Regions from separate parts of the Macaca mulatta genome. Here region 1 is linked to region 2. The links are chromatin contacts, called in public Hi-C maps. All regions are on one chromosome and are shown on one strand. The core of a region is the stretch at or near the end of the contact, and the rest is flanking DNA. Distances in the headings are between cores, read along the strand shown. Region 1 holds the start of PPP2R1B (protein phosphatase 2 scaffold subunit Abeta). Region 2 holds the start of BTG4 (BTG anti-proliferation factor 4).

Region 1 (5,376 bases), core at 2,665-5,164, 160 kb after region 2:
TTGAACTCCTGGCCTCAAGCGATCCTCCTGCTGCTTTGGCCTCCCAAGGCAAGGATTACAGGTGTGAGCCACCACACCCAGCCACACTCCAGCAGTTTTGAACCCAGTCTGTTTCATGCTTCCAAGCCTCTGAAATTCATTTTCTCAATACATGATTATTGTTGTATCTAGCATTGCGGACACAGAAGAAACAAAGCAGACAAGCTTCCTCACTCTAGTGGCATTTACATTCTAATGGAGTAAGACAACAATCAATCAAGAAAACAAGTAAGCGGTGATGAATACTCTATAGAAAAAAGGAGTAGGATGATGTGTTAAGGGATGACTGCGAGGCTATTACAAGTTGAGTGGTTGGGGAAAACCTCCCTGAGGAGATGCATTGAAGAAGATCCGTGAATGACAAGGAGCCAGGCACAGAAAGCTTGAAAGAGCTTTTCATTAGAGGGAAGACCTAGGGCAAAGGTCTTAAGGGAATAATAAGCTAGGTTAGTTCAAAGAACAGAAAGATGACCAATGTGAATGTAAGAGATTATCAAGGCCTTTTGCGCTCTGTCCCTGCCTACTGTGACCTCTTCTCATGCAGTACCACTGGGCATATGATAATCCTACAGAGGCAGGTCATAAAAAGCCTTATAAGCTAAGGTACAGAATTTGGATTTTCTAAGAGCTATGGCAGAGAGTGAGCCATCTGCTGGGTGACGTGAACTGTAAGGGTCGGGTGAGAGACAAGAGTGGAAAGCATTGTTAGGAAGCTACTACAGCAATCTAGAGGAAAGATGATGGTCTGGACTAGGCTGGTAATAAGAGGGATGGAAGAAAGTGGACTGATTTGAAATATACGTAGACTCTATAGGAATTACTAATGGATTAGATGTGGGGAACAAGGGAAAGAGAATTCAAGAATATATTCTAGGTTTTGGCTTGTCCAACTGGGAAGACAGTGATACCATTTACTTAAGTGGAACAACTAAATGAGAAGTGTATTTGGGGAATAAAGCTAAGTTTTATTTTGTGTATGTTAAGTTTGAAATACCTGTTTGACATTCAAGTAGAAAAAGCATAGGCCTGTATACATAGAAATATATGTATCTATATCTATATATTCATACTTATCTATTAATCAATCTACCTCAGGAGTTCCATGGAAAAACCAGAACTAGAGATAGAAATCACCAGAATCAGTATTACTACCCAGTATTGAAAGCCCTGACGCATACATCCCTACCTTGTCCATCTGTTGAATTCCTGGTCATCCTTTAAAACCTAGTTTAGACATCATCTCCCAAGGTCTTCCCTGATCACCCTGAGTGAATCTCTTTCTCCCCTCTATTACGTGGGTAGGGTATTTTGTAGGTACTTACACCTTTCCATTTAAGACTGCACAGTAATTATTTGTTGACGCATAAAGGCAAGGGACCTCATTCAATTCACTTTGGTGGTCATTTTCTTTTTTTTTAAGCGATGGGGATCTCACTATGTTGCCCAGGCTGAATTCAAACTCCTGGGCTCAAGTGATCCTCCCATCTCAGCCTCCTGAGTAGCTGGTACTACAGGCTTGTGCCACCAAGCCCCCTCACATTGGTCTTCTTCAACATTAACATTGTAAATTACGATATGTCTGATAAAGAAGACTCTTTTTTTTTTTTTTTTTTTTTTTTTCAGATGGAGTCTGGCTCTGTCGCCCAGGCTGGAGTGCAGTGGCCGGATCTCAGCTCACTGCAAGCTCCGCCTCCCAGGTTTACGCCATTTTTCCGCCTCAGCCTCCCGAGTAGCTGGGACTACAGGCGCCCGCCACCTCGCCCGGCTAGTTTTTTTGTATTTTTTTTAGTAAAGACGGGGTTTCACCGTGTTCGCCAGGATGGTCTCGATCTCCTGACCTCGTGATCCGCCCGTCTCGGCCTCCCAAAAAGTAGACTCTTAATAAATGTCAATGAAATTGAACCAAATTCATCAAAAATTCATCAATTTGCATCAGAAAGTCAGAAGCAAAAGTTACAATTGACAAAGACAAAATGCTGCCAGCTGAGAATTAAGGTTTCCAACATCATGCGGGGGAACCATTAAAACAATCAAATCCTTTTTCTACCTCCATCTAAACTAGTAAGTCTACAGATGCAGAAAAGAAGGACGAAGTTCTCTTATTCACAGAAAAAAAAGGGGTTGAGTCCAAAGTGCCTATAGTATTTCTTCTCTCAATGACTCACATGACTATCTGCCCATAAAAAGATCTGCATAAAAAATGCTGCAGTGTGTCTATCACCAAACTGTGTATCATTTATACTGCAAAAGTTCTAGGAGGGTAGGCAGCTTATAAATACTCACCAGCAGACAGTGGGCAAAGTCAGGACCTCCCACTAGGCCAGTGAAATTTCCCAGCTGCTCAGCAAGAGCTAATAGTACCTCATCTTCATCATAAATTGTATCTGGAAGGGACAACAACAGGGACTCATCAACATGGATAGCTCTCACATAGCTGGACACTGACACAAAACTAGGAACAGATTCACTATGCGACCGGTAAGGTGGCCCAGTCAAAATCCTAACAGCATTTTCTTCCTTCTCCTCAATCAACCATCTTCCTGGATCTGTTTTGCACAACGAATTAGAAATTCATACTCCCATATCAATTACTTTCCCAACAGCTAAATGGTTGATGTTTGAATATATCTAACCACAACTAATAATATCCTCTGTTCTGTTTCTTTTGCACAGAAAGCACCTGGCTCATTTTAATGTGGGTAACAAACTCTAAAAAAGTCAGTGTCGAAAGTCCCTGGAAAATGAATGTCCCTGCCTTTCTTTAAACAAAGATTCACATACCTGTAAGAAATGGCAACAATTCACTTCGCGTCCTTTCTACTCCAAGTGCTAGGGCAATTGTTGATAACTTCTTAATACTGTTGAGTCGGAGCTTCAGAAAAGAAAGTAGAAGAACAATGTAAAGAAACGGCTGAATTTAGATCAAAAGACAAAAGGTGCTAACAGGTGAAATAATGACACAGGGGTAAGAACGAAGATAACCTTTTACTTAGATTTTACTGTTAAGGAACCTCCATAGAACGGAGGAGTGTAACTCGGCCTCAGTAGCCGGCGGAAGATTTCCTGGGAGAAACACTCAGAAGGGCCTGGAAGAGAAATGAATGAAAGACAATACAACACCCAGGAAGTAAGATAATCTTAAAAAGAGAGGACTTTGGCAGTGGTGAAGCAGGTGAAACGGTTGAATACAACGCCTGTGGTTTCAAAGAAAAGTTCCCGCAGAGCTGATACAACGACTCGTCCAGGTCGTCCAGGTTAATCGGCCATCCCACCCCCTCTTTCTACCCAACAGGACGAGCCAGTTCCAAGCCCAGATGAAGGGATTCCGAGGCACTTCAAAGAGCTTCTGGGCATCCTGCGCCCCTCAGCCGCTCCAGCCCCGTCTCGGCCCGGCACCGCGCTTCTCCAGCTCCCTCGCCTACCAGGCGCGGCCACCTCACGGCCCGGATAGGGCGCCCAGGCGGGAAGCTGGTTCCCCGACAACCGCCCTGGAAAGGCAAGGCTCCGGGCGGACCCCTTAGGGGGTCCGAAGCAGGGGTACCAGAGAGGTCCCCGGGAGGGTCGAGGCGTGTCACCACAGCCCCTCGCAGAGCTTTCCCTGCCCCCCCTTCAAGTTTCTGCTACGAGTCCGGCTCATTCAGTACCCCGGCCACCCCCACCGCGGCGCAGGCCTTCCCCCTTCTCTACCACGCGACCAGTCGGTCTCGCCTCGGCTCCCCGGCCTCAGTCCAGTACCTGCACGTCTTCATTGCGGAGCTCGTCGATTAAAACCGCGATTGGGTATAGCGAATCATCTCCATCTCCCCCAGCTGCTCCTGGGCCGGTCCCGAGCCCCGATGCGCCCGCCATGTTCTTTCTCCTCCTGCTGCTGGTCACAGCCTCCCGCCCCGCGCCCAGGCCCCGCCCCCGCCCCGCGCCCAGGCCCCGCCCCGCGCCCGGGCAGCAGGGGAGAAGGCCGCCACGCGGGTTTAGCAGAGGTTGGGGAGTTGAGTTTCTGTCCCGATGATTAAGACTCCCTTCCGACCCCCACTGCAGGAGTTGTAGGTCTGAACTCAAGAAGACGGGTGGGCTGAGAAAGCGAATGGAACCCCTGCGTCCTTTCCCCAGCCGAAAGAAACAGGGACAGGGATTCATCCGGCTCGTTGTAGTCTGAAGGGGCCAGGGACCTACCTGAGTGATCCGCGCTGTGCCCTCTTAAGACTCAGGCGGACCAAAGAGAGTGCCCGAGGCCAGGAGGAAAAAGGCTTTAGCACCTCCCCTGACTTCATCCTGGCCCTGAGCCACTGGATCTCCAGCCCTAATTTCTCCGCTCAGCCTCAAGCTTCCACAGAACCCCTCCACCTCTTCCCTCGGCCTGTTCTCCAGAATGGTATCTGGCTCCTGCTCCGTAAGACAAATAACGCGGGCGGTGAGAGAAAATGAACAGTGCTGTCCAAACTCCCCAGTCAATATTTTTTCCACGCAAGCTGTTAAAAACATGCTGCTCTCTTGTTTTTGTGTTTCTTTTCAGTTTGGTACTGGAATGGTGCCTTCTGTTGTATTTTCTTCCTCCCATTTTTTAGCTCTTTAGCATGCTAGAAGTACAACAATGAAGCAAAACTAGGACAAGCTTTAATCCCTTGAGGAAGAAAACCCAAACTGGCCTCCCTAGACCTCCAAGAGTCCTCAGAGGCAGCAAGGGGAAGAGGTGGAGGTCTGGGAGCTCGTTCTTACAAACCTGAATGGAAAGTTTTCACTTACCCTTGTCAGGGTAGCACAGAATAATTAGAATGTTTTGTTTGTTTTAGACTGGAATTTAAGCAGCTTGGAGTGATAACTACATATGGTGATCACAAGCTCCGAAATGGTAATTCTATGTGCCTGATTAATGAAACTACTAATGCAGTGTAGGAGACAGACTTTTTTAAAACATGGGGTCTGAGGCCGAGGCGGACGGATCACGTGAGGCCAGGAGTTCGAGACCAGCCTAGCCAACTTGGTGAAACCCCATCTCTACTAAAAATACAAAAATTAGCTGGGCTGGTGACCGGCACCTGTAGTCCCAGCTACTCAGGAGGCTGACATGAGAATCTCTTGAGCCCCAGAGGCAGAGGTTGCAGTGAGCCAGGATCGCACCACTGTACTCCAATCTGGGCGGCAGAGTGAGACCCCGTGTCAAAAATAAATAAATAAATAAATAAATAGGGTTCTTGGAAGTAAGCACAATAGAGCCTGTGAATGAATGAATGAATGAATGAATGAATGAATGAATGAGGTGCTTGGAAGTAAGCACAATAGATAGAGCCTTTGATAGTAATGAAAGTTTGGGAACCAGCAGACCTGAACAGTTTTTCTCAA
Region 2 (4,728 bases), core at 1,387-3,886:
ATATTGTAACCTCAGTGGCTCACGTCAGGAGGCTCATCATGTCATTTTATCACATAATTGGTGACATTAACTTTGATCATTTGGTTAGGGTAATGTCTGTCAGATTTCTCCACTGTAGAGGTACCTCTGTTAACCCTTTATCATGAATAAGAAATCCAAAGACTGTGCAAATATCTTGTTCCCCAGGCAAATTTTACTCAATGATTTAAACATCTATTCATAATTCTTGTCTGAATCCATTATTACTGTAATGGCTGCCAAACGATTTGCTAATTGTCATTTCTTCTAACATATATTAGTTGGCATTCCACCGTCATTTCACTTCTCCCCCCTTTATTTTTCTATTTAAAAGTTTAAAAGTAAGTATGGTCTACGATTCTTTTACAAAATTCAATGTGTTAGAATCAATTTCTGTCATTATTTATTTATTCATTTATTGAGACAGAGTCTCGCTCTGTCACCCAGGCTAGAGGGCAGTGGCACAATCTTGGCTCACCGCAACCTCTACTTCCCGGGTTCAAACAATTCTCCCTGCCTCAGCCTCCCGAGTAGCTGGTATTATAGGCGCCCACTACCACGCCTGGCTATTTTTGCATTTTTAGTAGAGATGGGGTTTCACCATGTTGGCCAGGCTAGTCTTGAACTCCTGACCTCAGGTGATCCGCCCACCTCGGCCTCCCAAAGTGCTGGGATTACAGGCGTGAGCCACTAAGCCCAGCCTATTATTTATTCTTGATACCCAAATTGTCTCAGATTTGGTAAGGCGGGAGCACCTTGGAGCGATCTTTCTTTTGACATATCTTCCTTGACCTAGCCAAGAAATCTCCTTGCTTTAAGGCACAGGATCTTTCAAGGGCATTTTATACTTTCCCTGTCTCTGCCTTCGAATGAGCCATCTCGCCACGGAGTCTGGCTCCTTTAGGTGGAGAATGGTATTTAGAAACCAAGATATGAAGGCACATGATACATTTCAGAATATTGAAGTGTCACTGTCCCTATTTCCTTGAGTCACATTTGGAAGCGTGGTGTGATTTATAATCCTACCTCTACCATTGCCTGTGTGACCTTGGCAATTCCCTTTATTCCTTGCGGTCTGCTTCGTCCTTTGGGGGAAAAAATTGGATTAGAGAAATATTTTTAACCGTTTTCAGGGTCACCAACACGTTTGGGAATCTGACAGAAGCTACGGGTCCATCTCTCCAGAGACATGCTCACATAAGCAAAAACTGGCCTGTGTTTTAGGGGGTTCCGGACTCCGAAGTTCACATGAGGCTCCAAATCTCTGGATTAAGTGATCTCCAAGATCTCTTCAGCGCTGACATTGACATTCTGTGAGTCTATCAGCGACCGCACTGCTGTCAGAATGACTCCTCGGAGACATCAAAACGTGGAGGGTTTTGTTATATATAGCAACGAGAAGAGAAAAAAACACAAAGAAAGGAGCCTGTGAGCAACGCATTGCTCAGCCACAGTTCTTTGCCGGTGCCAAATTTAGGGCGCGCTGTACTTGTAGGTGAGAGGTTTTGGCGGGAAGGACCCCGGGTGGGCGGAGAACGCCGGGGCGGGGAAGGAGATCGCAGGCCGCATCCAGGTCTCTGCACCCCTACGCACGGTCCGCCAGGGCTCGCTCTTGCCCTTCGCCTGGAAGGCCGAGGACCGTAGCGGGCCGAGCGGCGACCCCGCCCCTGGCAGCGGCGAGGCGGAGGGGCGAAGGGAGGGCGTATGAGCCCGGAAGGAGCGCGCCGGCCAGGCCCGCGCCCCTCCCCGCGCGCAGTCCCCCACTCTCCTGCAGCCGACGTCGGCGGTGCTTCGGTCGCCATGGTGACCAATCCAGGCCCGGGCCCGCCCCCGCCCCCCTGCCCCGGCCCCCTGACGTCGGCGCACGTCAGCGGCGGCGCGCGCCTGGCTGGGCCCTGCGGAGCGGGAGGGAAGGAGCGAAGGAGCAAGCTGAGCGGCCGTCGCCCAAGCCAAGCCGCGCTGCCAGGGCTCCCGCTCGCCCGCCCGCGCTCCTGTCCGCCGTGTCTAGCAGCGGGGCCCAGCATGGTCATGGCGGATGGCCCGAGGCACTTGCAGCGCGGGCCGGTCCGGGTGGGGTTCTACGACATCGAGGGCACGCTGGGCAAGGGCAACTTCGCCGTGGTGAAGCTGGGGCGGCACCGGATCACCAAGACGGAGGTGCGGCCCGGGGCTCGGCGGGAGCGTCCGAGGCGAGGGTTCGGGAGAGGAGCTGCTTACCGAGAGGGGCGGCCGCAGTGGTGGGACTGGGGAGACCCGAGAGGCCGCCTCACTGGCGGAGGCGAGCGGGCCTGGGACTGTGAGGACCCAGGAGGTGCAGGGGGTCGGTGAGCAGCGAAGGGATCGGGCCCGGGCACCCGGAGCCGAGTGTCGTCCGACTGGAAACGCAACCAGCCGGGGCTTAGCTTTCCCCTACGCCACCCGCGGTGGCCACCCGGAATTTCGCCCAGAGCCCCCCACCCGAGCCGTGACCTGGTCTGTGGCCTCCGCTCCGGAGCCCAAGTTCCGCGTCTTCCCTGCTTTCGGCTGGGGGTGGGGTGGGAGGGGAAGTCTCGGTGTTCCCAGGCTGCGCCGTGAGAGACGTCGCCGGCCCGAGGAGGGGACCGCCTGCGCTTGGGCTCCGCGGATGGGGGATCGTGCGGCCCCCGTGACCCCGGTGCCCCTCCCCTGCCCGACGAGGAGGGGCCCGGTGGCTGGGAGTGCCCCCACGGCCACTGACCATCTCTTCTCCTTCCTTTTGGCCCACGGTGTCTCTGATTTGGTGTCTGACTAGCTTGATCCCTTGCCTGGGGCATTTCCATTTAATGCTCCAGACAATAGAACTGGTTAAAATGGTCATCTCTGCACTTGCACAGTGGGTGGGTTGGACAGAAGTCTAGGGTTGTCCCTGTACCAGGTGTGTATTCTGGCTGTAATACGCATTCTTTAAACCATATTAGATTCTGCCTCTACTCATAAAGCCCTGAACTGCTTCCTGACGGTGAATCCTGCACCCTCTTCATTGCACATTCTAATGCACCGCACATATTCTCTCACAAGTCTCTGTTCTTACCTAACCCGCCCCCCTTCCTTCCACTGCCTCAAGCTGCTCTCCTCAGGGTCTCTATTTTAAGACGTGCAAATTAAATACCTTAGAAGAACGGTAGAAACAAAACCATTCTTTAGAATAAAACCTAGTGGTTTTGACGTACTCTACTCTGCCTTATTGTAGTTCCTCCTGGAGTTTCATCCTTTTCCTGTTTGTTTGCCCTCCAGTTTTGGTCCTATTCTGCTTTTTCCCTTGTTAGTACGAATGTACTAGAGTTTGAATGTAGAATAAAGTAGGACTTCTTTTCAGAATGACTTATGTAAGGCGAAGGGCACTGGCAAACCTGAGTGATTTTTGGAGTTGCAGTTGTACTTAGAAGTTTTGCTTAATCCCATTTCCAAAAGGAAGGGGTATATGTCATTTTGTCGTCTTTACTTTTTGCCTTCCCCTGGTGGTCCTGAAGCAGTCCAAATCTTTTAGAATCAGGACCAAGGTCAGATATTTTATTCTCACAGATTTACCAGTTAGCAATTTAAATTGTAATGATAATGGTAACTTGACTATAGTGATATTGCTAAATCTTTGCATAGTTTAATCTGATCCCAGCATTTTTTAAAATGAAGAAATTGGTTCCATTCCTCTGAAGAGCCATGGCCTAATGCCATGCCATTTCCCTTAAAGTTACATAAAAGAAGGCATTTTAAATGCATGTTTTATGAGTCCTTGCTTAATGACTTTCTAAAAACAAACACATTGTGAGTTATAGAGAGGTTCTACAAAACTTTTGAACTATAGTATATCGTGTGGGTTGAATTCCAAATCCATCAGTTCATAATATTTTTTTCTCAGCTCTTACTGGGGTTAGTAGCAAGATTTAATTAAGTCATCTATTATTTATCAGGTCAGATTTAGTTAATACAGTAAGAGCTGCTTAAGTGGAGTGACTAACACTTTCTCTTGAGGTTGACAATTCAAATGGTGTCCGTTTTAAACTGATATATCTTAAAGAGCTAGGGGGCACTATGGAGTAATATCGTGGTTTGGCTATCAGAGTGAGATCAATGCATTCATTTGTAATTGAAGCAAGCACTGGTCAGATCGTGAAAGAGGATCCATCCTAAATCGTGTGTGTAGTATATATGTGTAGAATTATTTACGTTAAATGCTAAATGTTTAGTCCACAGAACCCATTTCCCCGTGCTTTTCTAAAGAAGCTGTTATTAACATATAAAAAGAAATAGTGTGAATGTGAATTTGAGATGGGTGAGTGTGAGTACCTGTGGAGATTTGGTGGGTGTGATTGGAGATATTAAGGTAGAGAGGGATACGTGAAATGTCAAAGCAATCGTTGAACAGAAGAGTTCTCTAGATCTCTAGCTTGTAAAGTTGCTCTGAATTTTTTTTTTTTTTTTTTTTTTTTTTTTGAGACAGAGTCTTGCTTTTGTTGCCCAGGCTGGCTGGAGTGCAATGGTGTGATCCCGGCTCACTGCAACCTCTGCCTCCCGGGTTCAAGCGATTCTCCTGCCTCAGCCTCCCAAGTAGCTGGGATTACAGGCGCTCACCACCATGCCCGGCTAATTTGTGTCTTTTTAGTAGAGACGGGGTTTCACAGTGTTGGCCAGGCTGGTTTCGAACTCCTGACAAGTGATCCACGGCCTCGGCCTCCCAAAGTGCTGGGATTACAG

What was found. A called contact is a pair of places that touch in the nucleus more often than the background predicts.
Region 1: a contact with region 2 is called in a Hi-C map of CD4 T cells, with 3 times the contacts expected there. The contact joins the promoter of PPP2R1B here to the promoter of BTG4 in region 2. A contact is called at or near these places in 6 of 14 Hi-C or Micro-C datasets (CD4 T cells, cortical neurons, fetal cortex germinal zone and 3 more).

The regions. Positions count from the first base shown.
Region 1 is chr14:112,505,837-112,511,212 of T2T-MMU8v2.0, forward strand. It overlaps PPP2R1B (protein phosphatase 2 scaffold subunit Abeta), which reads right to left and starts at 3,915. Exons shown (of 17, transcript XR_003722751.2): 1 at 3,775-3,915; 2 at 2,821-2,911; 3 at 2,323-2,423.
Region 2 is chr14:112,343,214-112,347,941 of T2T-MMU8v2.0, forward strand. BTG4 (BTG anti-proliferation factor 4) reads right to left here and starts at 2,637. Exons shown (of 10, transcript XM_077964282.1): 1 at 1,232-2,637. It overlaps SIK2 (salt inducible kinase 2), which reads left to right and starts at 1,945. Exons shown (of 15, transcript XM_028833956.2): 1 at 1,945-2,175. The coding sequence starts at 2,041.